Regions from separate parts of the Mus musculus genome. Here regions 1 and 3 are each linked to region 2. The links are chromatin contacts, called in public HiChIP or PLAC-seq and promoter capture Hi-C maps. All regions are on one chromosome and are shown on one strand. The core of a region is the stretch at or near the end of the contact, and the rest is flanking DNA. Distances in the headings are between cores, read along the strand shown.

Region 1 (3,378 bases), core at 420-2,919, 220 kb after region 2:
TTGAACTTGTTAGGTACTTGAGGCTGACCTTGAATTCCTCCCAAGTGCTGGGATAGCAGGCATCAGCCACAATATCCAGACTCACTTTTTATTTTAAAATGGGGTCCCACTAAGTTGCTTAGGCTGGCCTTGACTTCTCTGTGTAGTATAGAAAGCCATGACTTCTTAGTCTCTGGGATGACAGGCCTGTACCACCTGGCCTGACCAGTGTCAGCCTTTTTATCCCCACATACCCTTAGCCAGGCTCCATCCCAGTCCTCACTGTGGGCCCTCTCTTTGGATCCCATTCTATACTCGGACCTGGCATTGTGTCTCTCCCTACCCCCAACTCACTGTCAAAGTAGCTGGTGTCATCTTCTGACTCTAGGTGGGGGATGAACTCCGCCTTCTGCCGCAGTAGCCCTGTCCAGTCCAGGTCTCGGAAGAAACTATGCTGCTTCACCTCAAAAGCACCACCTATGGACAGAAGATGAGAAAGGTACCCAGCGCCTGCCCAGCACACCAAGCCCAATTACTGCCCCAGGCCTCAGCTCAAGCTGGGACAGCAACCTGCTCCCATCTCAGCTGTCTTTGCAGAAGGCCTCTTACCTGCCCCAAGCCGGACCAGGGGGTTGGTCTGCAAGAGGCTAGATATTAGAAGCTGTGCATCTGTGGGCAGGGCCTCGTCCCCTTCAGGCCACAGTATGTCATCTGCAAAGAAAAATGAAGCTGAGGTCGCCTCAGGCTGCCCATCTTTTCATAGTCCCACCTCCCACCTAGGAGTCACGTACCGCTGATGACCTGTCCAAAGAGCTCTTCTGGGGTATCCCCGAAGAAAGGCACACAGCCCACCAGGAACTCGTAGAGAATGATCCCCATAGCCCACCAGTCCACTGGCTTGCCGTAGCCCTGGCGCAGGATGACCTCGGGTGCGATGTACTCTGGGGTCCCACACACCTGGGGGCAGGTGGTCAGCCTGTGCCCTGGCCACAGAAGGGGCCTCAAGGGAGAGCTGTGCCCTCCCACCAGGCCCTGGGCCCCTGAGGTCCTTCCAGGTCACTCCACCCTTGGTGACTCCCATGCCCGCCACACACCTGTTTGTCCAGGAACTCCCGGGCATCCTTCTCAATGTGCCCCTCATATAAGTTGGTGGTCAGGCTCATGAGTCCCATCTTGGAGAGGCCAAAATCCGTGAGCTTGATGTGGCCCATGGAAGTAATGAGGAGGCTTCAGGGACAAGGACACAGAGCAGGTTTCAGAAGTGAGATCCTTGCCCTTCACCCCTGGGTCTTCCAAGGAACAATGGGAGAGGAATAAAGAAGGCCAAAGCTCACTTGTCTGGCTTGAGGTCACGGTGCACGATGCCATAATTGTGTAAGTACTCAAGGGCTAGAACTGTTTCTGCAAAATACATTCGCGCCATCTCCACAGGCAGTGCCCCAATGTTCTTGAGGAGAGTGGCACAGTCACCACCTGAGAGCCAGGGAAGAGATTCAGGTAAAGAGAGAGTTACTTCCATACCCAAAGCCAGGCACACAACATTCACTGTTTCTCTACTTCCCTTGTACCCATTTTGCAGAAGGGGAAAACTAGAAATGGGAGCCTTTCCAAGTCTCAGAAAGAGCCGCATTCTCCTAGGCTTACCTCATGTTATTAGTCACCCTCTGAAATTGGCATGTCCAACCCACTTACTTCATAAGGACTCAGAGAGAAGTCTGGTCACACAGGAAGTTGATGATAGTGAGTTTTGTTTAGAGTCAAAGAAAGCATGACTCTTGGCCTCTTGACAACTGATCCTTGAGGGTCAAGGGTTTTTAAGTGTGGGTTGCTGGCTTCCACCCAGGAGGAGTGTGAGCCACATGTTATTTAGCTGCAAATGGGATCCAGGCCCTTGTGCATACTCAGAGATAATTCCAGCGTGGAGCCACACCCCCTCCCCCTCCTCAGTGGATTCTAGATAGGTGCTTTACTACTGAACCAGGGCACTGTCCAACATTCGTAGTTTAGTTTGCCTGATACCCGCTCTTTTCTTTTCTTACAGGGGTAGATGTCACTCAAGGCAAACCACCTAGGTCAATATGCAACAGGTTTGTGCCCTTTCACATGAGCATTAAACATAGTGTGCAATCGGATGGACGGCAGCCTTGCTACTCTATGGTGCATCCAGAGGGAGCAGCTACACTGTGGTGCATCAGAAGGGAACAGGCATGTCATGTGAGAAAGCAGTGCTATGTGACAGCCAATAGCTTGGTAAGAGCACCTAGATGCAGCCATTCCTAAAGGCGGCATAGCATATAAGTTCCTATGTTTCCTTGCTACACAAGATAGAAAAAGATAGATAAAATGGCTGGGGCTGAAGCCAAGCACACAAAAGGCCTTGAGTGTGAATTCCAACATGGCTCAGCCATACCTTAAGATGGAAAAAAAAAAAGTAAAATGTAAAGTGTGAATGATAATGTAAACAATGAGCTTTAGTTAGTTGGTATTGTAATCATTTAATTAACTTTATCTGTAATATTCTACTTATAATAATATTTACTGTTAACTAAATTATAACTGAAGCTGGCCTGGAACTGTCTCTGCCTGGGGATGTGACTCAGAGGAGAGCCACTGCCTAGAATCCCCCAGTGAAGCACTAGGGTTATGGGTTCCATCCCCAGCACCCCACAAAAAGCAATTATGGAGGAACAAACAGAAAGTGGAAGGAAGAAATGAATGAAGCTGCACACCTGAATTCTCAGCTACGTGGACACTGAGGAAGGAGATGGACTATTTCAGGAAGAGAGAGTACGTGCGCACGCGTATGCATGGGAGGGGGGAGGAGAAGAATTGGATGGATAATGCATAGATGAGCAGAGAAGGAAAAGAATGTAAAGAAAGAATTGCTTCAATAAACAAATGGATGAGAAGACACATATAGAGTGGGGGTGTTTGCATAATAATAGGAATTATAACTTAATTAAGAATTAAAAGAGCCGGGGCTGGTGAGATGGCTCAGTGGGTAAGAGCACCCGACTGCTCTTCTGAAGGTCCAGAGTTCAAATCCCAGCAACCACATGGTGGCTCACAACCATTTGTAACAAGATCTGACGCCCTCTTCTGAAGTGTCTGAAGACAGCTACAGTGTACTTACATATAATAAATAAATAAATCTTTAAAAAAAAAAAGAATTAAAACAGCTGGGCGTGGTGGCGCAAGCCTTTAATCCCAGCACTCGGGAGGCAGAGGCAGGCGGATTTCTGAATTTGAGGCCAGCCTGGTCTACAAAGTGAGTTCCAGGACAGCCAGAGCTACAAACCCTGTGTCGGAAAACCATAAAAAGAAAGAAAGAAAGAAAGAAAGAAAGAAAGAAAGAAAGAAAGAAAGAAAGAAAGAAAGAAAGAAAGAAAGAAAGAAAGA
Region 2 (3,071 bases), core at 308-2,807:
CTGCTCAGGAGAGCAGTTCATCAGGTGGCCACAGGGCGGCATCTGCAAACAGGCTGCCTCCCCTCTTCCAGCTATCCAGGCATTTCCTCCACTTCCCCAGTGCTCGCAAATCCCACTGCAGTCTCAATCCTATTGCCTGGTTTCTTGGGCTCAGCTGTCTGCAGTTGGTGTAGTGGCGGAAGCCAAACCGGAACCAGGCATTCTGTGCATCCGCTCCAGACCAGGTGCTTCCTGTCCTGCTTGCTCCTCAATAGGAGTATGCTCTCAGAACACAGGCGGCTGCTGAGACACCCAATGAAGAGACGTTCTCTCCCCTCCCCCTAGAGTAGAGGATTATTAATGTTAGGGGAGAGTCCTGGGGCAGAATCTCTCCCAGCACATGCACCCATCACCATCAGTCAGAAAGTGAAGCCCACTGTAGCAAGCTGTGCTAGAGGAGTCACTAGGGTGGGTAACTGGGTCTTTGGCTTAAGCACTTTGATGAGTCTGCATGGCCACTGAGCCCCTCTCTGGGTGTGCCCACAATTAACCAGATACAGGGGACAAGCCTCCTGGAGTGCCTGGGATTCAGCTCATCTTGGAAGTCCCCCTCCCCTTTTTGGGAGGAGGCAGAGTCTCTACATAGACCCGACTACTGAAACTCAATATTTAGACCAGGCTAGCCTTGAACTCAAGAGATTCAACTGTTGGGATCAACATGCCTGGCCCTTTTGGAGCTTACAGCTGGGGTCCCAGGATTTTTGTAACTTTTATACGGATTTTTTTTCTTTGACTTTTTCCTGCATGCATGTATGTGCACCATGTGCAAGTCTGGTGCCCTCAGAGTTAAGATGTCACATTTCTTAGAACTGGGGCTAGGGGGGGGCTGGCGAGATGGCTCAGTGGTTAAGAATGCCGGTTGCTCTTCCGAAGGTCCAGAGTTCAAATCCCAGCAACCACATGGTGGCCCACAACCATCTGTAACAAAATCTGATGCCCTCTTCTGGAGTGTCTGAAGACAGTGTACTTACATATAATAAATCTTAAAAAAAAAAAAAAAAGAACTGGGGTTAGTTATGGTTGTGAGCCATAACAAAGTGTGAGCCCTTTACAAAACCAACATGTGCTGTTAGCCACGAAGCCATCTCTCCAGTCTCTAGGTTTCCAGAATTCAGAAGATCACTCCAGAATACCTGGCAGTGAGGGATACCACCTAGTTGTGGTATGGCTGAGTAGCATCTTGGGGAACTTGGGAGCAACTTCTGGGAAACTCAGATATGGCTTTGACACTCATCTCACCCGCCTGGGCTTGGAAATACGTTAGCAGTGCCACAGGTTCGGGACACCTGCACCTCGGTGTCAGGACACGGCAAGGCCACATTACCAGAATTGTCTCCTTCCGGAGCCCTATTCCTGGGTGTGTGTGTGGGGGGGGGGGGTGCAGTCCACAGGGGGATCTGTAAAAAAAGAGGAACTAGGCTGAGGCTCATGGGTCATGGGGCCTCAGAGGACCGGAAAGGGGCCCCTTCCACCCCCATCAGCATAGGGGGTGGGGTTCAAAGCTAGACCAACCTCAGAGGACATCAGAGGCAGCCTTGCCACCTTTCCCCTTTGCACACGTTTGGCGCTGGGCTCCTGAGGGTTGGGGGGTCTTCCAGTGCTGTGGGAGCAGCAAACCCCGAAGGGTGACTAGCCGGGGTGGATCAGGAGGTGCGCGCTCCGTGATCCCTGCCCGCTGGTTTCCTCCGGGGTCAGCATTGCTTCTTATCAGCCGCGGCCAGGCAGCCAGACCCTTATCTGCACAGGCCCAGCATCCTCTGGCCTCTGCGCCAGCGGGTAAGAGGGAGGAAGCCAGGCTGTCGGGGGCGGGGGAAAGGGCGGGTCGGTCCAGGAGCAGCTCACTTTCTCTTGGAGGTACCCACCACGACGCCTCCGAAGCTACTCAGGCCCTCCGGAGCCCGGGAGGTGGCGCAGCCCAGCTCTGAGGCCCAACGGGAGGGATTACCTGGAGCACACCGGCCGAACTGGACAGTGGAAACTGTCTCCTGACCTGGACTGACAAACCTGACCACACAGCCGGGTTCTCCAAGCTGTGGAAACTGCTACAGGGTAAGAAAGACGCTTTAAACATTAAGGAGTGTCTGTGCCTGTATTCGGTGTTTGTTACTTCATTTATTTATTCATTCACTGGAAGTGAGGAGGCACTGAAATGTCCTCAGTTGGGGAAAACAGGGCAGCAATGTGGGAAGTCACACACTGGCAGGATACCCCAGACCTTAGAGCCCAGCAAACGTGGTAAGTAGGGTGCTGATGGGGTTGGGGGCCAGTAAGAGGAACTTTCAGCAAGGGTAGAGGCCCCTGGAATAGCCATGGAGAGGTGGCAGAGGGTGACTCTTGGAGACTTAGGAGGTCTTAGAGTTAGTCCGGAGATTCCTATCTTATTCCCAGCTGCAGGTAGGAGAGATTCTGAAAGATGGGAACTAGTTCAGAGACTGAAGATGCCCATTACAAACAATTCATAGGGTCAACGCTGCCTAGTATCTGATAGACACCCCCTCTTGTGGAGGAGGCTCCCCTCTTGTGGAGGAGGCCCTCCTTTTAGGTCCTAGCAGTTTCTAGGACCACTTTTCTACCTTTGATTATTGAACCCCCAATCCCTTTCTCGCCTAAGGGTGCTCTTACATTGAAAAGCTCAGGTTAAACAGGTGGGAGAAAGATGGTCTTTGGCCTTCCTTCCCCTTAACTTCACTCTCTCCCACAGGTTAGCATTCTATCCGTGGGGTCCATGTGCCCGCCCCAGGCCAGAGCAGAGGTGGGTTCCGCCATGACTGAGAAAACTGAGATGGTATGTGCCTCCAGCCCAGCACCTGCCCCTCCCTCTAAGCCGGCCTCACCTGGGCCCCTTTCTACAGAGGAGGTGGACCACCGAAACACGTGCACTCCCTGGTTGCCTCCCGGCGTGCCAGTGATAAACCTGGGACACACCAGGCCCATAGGGGCAGCCATGCCCACCACAGAGCTCAGTGCCTTTCGGCCCTCCTTGCTGCAGCTAACTGCCTTGGGAAGAGCTCCACCTACCCTGGCTGTACATT
Region 3 (3,250 bases), core at 63-2,562, 190 kb after region 2:
AGATCAGCCCTGGGACTGAGTAGGGCTGTAATATGGCCCTTCTGGAAGTGGGCAGGGGGCTGCCCTGGTTAGGACTTTGTTCCTCTCAAACCCACAGCTGTTTTCAGGAGAGATAACCATTGCCCATTTTACAGATGAAATGCGTGACTGAGGAAAAGGGATGGTCCTTCAAGATGTTGTAGGTGGGTATAGGCTGCATAGTATACACAGAAATGTCCTTACCTTTAATGGTGGGTCCCAACACGCCCAGCTCCCCCATCTCATACACAATGTCCCTGTGAAAAACTGCAGAGATGGGTGTCAGAATCAGACCCTGTCTCAGTCTCATGGAGTCCCTGACTCCAGGGACTGCAGCACATGCAAATCATGTATGGTTGTGAAACCCAGCATGCCCACCCTTCCACCAAGGCACCTTCATTTCGATTAGCCAGCAGAATTCGAGACATAAGCCGCTCCTGGCAGTAGTTACGGAAGGTGTCCCTGATCAGTTTCTCATCGGCAGTCAGCTGCTCCTCCAGTATGAGTGGGTCCTTCCAGTCAAACACGGGGCGAGAGGCTGGGTAGAGTATGGGGGTCGAGTCAGCCAGAACCCCTTATCCTCTTTCACATTTTTAAGCTGTACCCATTCCCCGCCCCCCATCTCGCTCCAGGTGAATTCTGGCTTCAAAACAGTCTGACAAGCGCAACCCCTCTCCAGCCAAGTAGAAACAAATACCCTCTACTTTAGACTTCTGACCCTGGGGATAACCCAGCCTCCCTTCCCAGAAGTCCTTGCATTCATGGACTAGCATGGGTCAGAGAAACAGCTGGACTGGGAATAGGTGGGTAGGTGATCTTACATTTGGCCGGTCGGATCTGTGTCTTCTCTGCAAACAAAGGACGAGAACGCCACACTGAGAAAGTGTCCTGTGTCTCCCTGCCCACCCATCCAGAGCCTTGCACTGACCGGTGTGGGCGGCCGCCGAGCTCCAGGTACGTGGAAAACGCGGGAAGCGCAGGCCGGACCTGCGGCTCAGCAACCGCGCGGAGACTCCTCTCAGGGACATGTAGCCGGTGAGCATTGCAGGAACCATAACCTGGAAGGGCTGAGCGTCAGCGGGGACCAGCCTTCTCCCACCCCATACCCTTCATACCTGGTGCTTGCGGGCTGTGCTCCGGGACCAGCACACTAGGCCTAATAGGGGTTGCTCATTGGTTCCTCCTTGGTTCCTCCCAGAACACCGCCTCCTCTGTGGCTCTGCCTTTTAAAAGAGCCAAGGCAGCTGCCTGGTTTTGCAAGCGGGTTCTTCCATGCCCAGGCAGGTCTCTCCTTTAAACAGCAGAACCAGGAAGGGGCGGAAACAAGTGTGCAAACCCGATTGGCCAACTGTATTTCTGCCCCGCCCATTCCTGGTTAGCTAGTTGCCCAGAGCCTGAGAAGCGGGATCCCAAGTTCAATAAGAACGCCTGGAGGCCAGACCTTGCGAAATCCGCAAATGGGGTGCCTGCAGAGAGAAAGGTGGTGAGCCCCATCCCAACTTGTTGCTTTGTGTGTACTTCGTGGAAGGATGTGATCTTCTGTGGCAAAGTAACTGCATTTCTGTGTACCTGTGTGGTTCTCCTACCTTCTGGGTGTTGTGCAGAATAATCTAGAATATGTTATAACTGGGTGTCTTGGATGTTACAGTTTCTATTGGAGTATGCACTGATTTGGAGAAAATTAAGACAAGAATAGAAAAGAAGGGGGGGCATAACTGTATAAACTCTCCTGAGAAATAGTAACTGGTTATCCTGACAAAGCAGCCATCTAACAATTGTCCTTCAAAAAGAGAAAGCTCTAACCATAGCTCCAATATCTGATTCTCAAAAGTGCTTGACTGACCAACCACACAGAGAGACTTCCCCTTATAGACTTACATCGACCCTTTTATGGTTTTTAGTTTAAGGCACCAATGAAGATTATTGGCTTAGCAATAATGTTATAACTATAAATGTTATAGAAACCCATCTGTGCAATTGCTCAGACCAACAGTAGGTTTCTCCTCTGGGCTTGTGAGTAATAAATTCTTCTGATCCTCTTCTCAGTTGTCAAAGTCTGAGGGCAGCAACTTGTCATTTGGACTTTCCTGTAACGCATTTTATGGGGTTGTATTTCTATCTTGTAACTGGCTATGTAGCTGGGTAGTGGTGGCACACGCCTTTAATCCCAGTACTTGGGAGGTAGGGGCAGGTGGATTTCTGAGCTTGAGGCCAGCCTGGTGTACAGACTGAGTTCCAGGACAGCCAGAGCTATACAGAGAAACCCTGTCTCAAAAAAAATAAATAAATAAAATAAAATAACTGGCTATGTCTCCTCTTGTAGCTGTGTGTGGGTGAAAGCTACTATGATAGTCATCTTTACAAGTGTATCTTGTGGTGTGTGTGTGTGTGTGTGTGAAGTGCTAGGAAGCAAACCTAGCATTCTACTCAAGCTCAACAAATACTGCATCACTGAACTAAACTATATTCCTCCAGTTGTTTTCTTTTCTTTTCTTTTCTTCTTCTTCTTCTTCTTCTTTTTTTTTTTTTTTTTTTTTTTTTTTTTTTTTTTTTGGTTTTTCGAGACAGGGTTTCTCTGTGTAGCTCTGGCTGTCCTGGAACTCACTTTGTAGACCAGGCTGGCCTCCAACTCAGAAATCTGCCTGCCTCTGCCTCCCGAGTGCTGGGATTAAAGGCGTGTGCCACCACGCCCGGCATTGTTTTCATTTTTTAATTACATTTATCTATTTAGTGTGGGGGGTGAGAGAGAGAGAGAGAGAGCACGCAATGTATGCACAGCTCTCCATGTCCCATGTTTAGGAGGACAAAGGACAACTTTCAAGAGTCATTTCGCCTTCCACTATGGGTGTCCTAGGGATCCACCTTAGGTGTTTAGGCTTGGTGACAAGTGCCTTGACCTGCTGGACAGTCTCTCAGGCAGGCCCATTTAACACAGGGCCTCTGTTACAGTCAGGTTCCTTAGAGATTCACCATAACCATAAATAAATTTTAATAAGAAGAGGCTTATTTAGGTATGGCTTCCAGTGTGGGATGAGGGCTGCACCTGAGAGCACTCTCCCCTAGCCAGATCTACAAAAGGCTTATAAAGTCAAACTCCACAATATTATAGATATCCTGAAGGGCGTAGTTTTAACATATGTCTTATAGTTGCCCTAGTCATCTTTTTGAGTGGAATAAGGAAGTTTGATTACAAAAACAGGAATATAAATTAGACTTATGACCTTCTATCTTG

The links. HiChIP or PLAC-seq counts read pairs in DNA pulled down with a chosen protein or histone mark. Capture Hi-C pulls out chosen DNA fragments and counts their contacts.
Region 1: an H3K4me3 HiChIP or PLAC-seq map of bone marrow-derived macrophages shows a contact between it and region 2, with 4 times the contacts expected there. The contact joins the enhancer-like site here to the promoter of Lyl1 in region 2. A contact is called at or near these places in 10 of 39 promoter capture datasets (the C10 cell line, cranial neural crest, embryonic stem cells and 5 more), 2 of 484 Hi-C or Micro-C datasets (the G1E-ER4 cell line and erythroblasts), 6 of 115 datasets of contacts at active chromatin or transcription factors (bone marrow-derived macrophages, effector CD8 T cells, embryonic midbrain and 3 more) and 3 of 9 other capture datasets (adipose tissue, liver and pancreatic islet).
Region 3: a promoter capture Hi-C map of liver shows a contact between it and region 2. The contact joins the promoter of Gcdh here to the promoter of Lyl1 in region 2. A contact is called at or near these places in 16 of 39 promoter capture datasets (the C10 cell line, the HPC-7 cell line, the SN4741 cell line and 10 more), 2 of 15 datasets of contacts at CTCF or cohesin (CD8 T cells and embryonic stem cells), 18 of 484 Hi-C or Micro-C datasets (B cells, CD4 T cells, CD8 T cells and 12 more), 14 of 115 datasets of contacts at active chromatin or transcription factors (the 230-238 cell line, bone marrow-derived macrophages, craniofacial prominence and 10 more) and 5 of 9 other capture datasets (adipose tissue, embryonic stem cells, liver and 2 more).

Annotation. Positions count from the first base shown.
Region 1 is chr8:84,920,027-84,923,404 of GRCm38.p6, forward strand. Mast1 (microtubule associated serine/threonine kinase 1) reads right to left here. Exons shown (of 26, transcript NM_019945.2): 13 at 1,314-1,452; 14 at 1,074-1,206; 15 at 771-936; 16 at 589-690; 17 at 334-456. It overlaps Gm38426 (predicted gene, 38426), which reads left to right. Exons shown (of 3, transcript NR_103491.1): 2 at 368-478; 3 at 2,021-2,889. Among named protein-coding and RNA genes, the nearest start is that of Gm38426, 8.4 kb to the left of the region's middle. Within about 2 kb of position 1,670, at least 10 of the 459 cell types and tissues checked have an H3K27ac peak or open chromatin away from gene starts, as enhancers often do. A contact at or near this core is called in bone marrow-derived macrophages, where this site is marked.
Region 2 is chr8:84,699,900-84,702,970 of GRCm38.p6, forward strand. It overlaps Lyl1 (lymphoblastomic leukemia 1), which reads left to right and starts at 1,558. Exons shown (of 4, transcript NM_008535.2): 1 at 1,558-2,088; 2 at 2,741-3,071. The coding sequence starts at 2,765.
Region 3 is chr8:84,892,609-84,895,858 of GRCm38.p6, forward strand. It overlaps Gcdh (glutaryl-Coenzyme A dehydrogenase), which reads right to left and starts at 1,313. Exons shown (of 12, transcript NM_001044744.1): 1 at 1,134-1,313; 2 at 947-1,076; 3 at 840-866; 4 at 413-556; 5 at 223-285. The coding sequence starts at 1,073. Gm39213 (predicted gene, 39213) reads left to right here and starts at 1,400. Exons shown (of 3, transcript NR_168730.1): 1 at 1,400-1,498.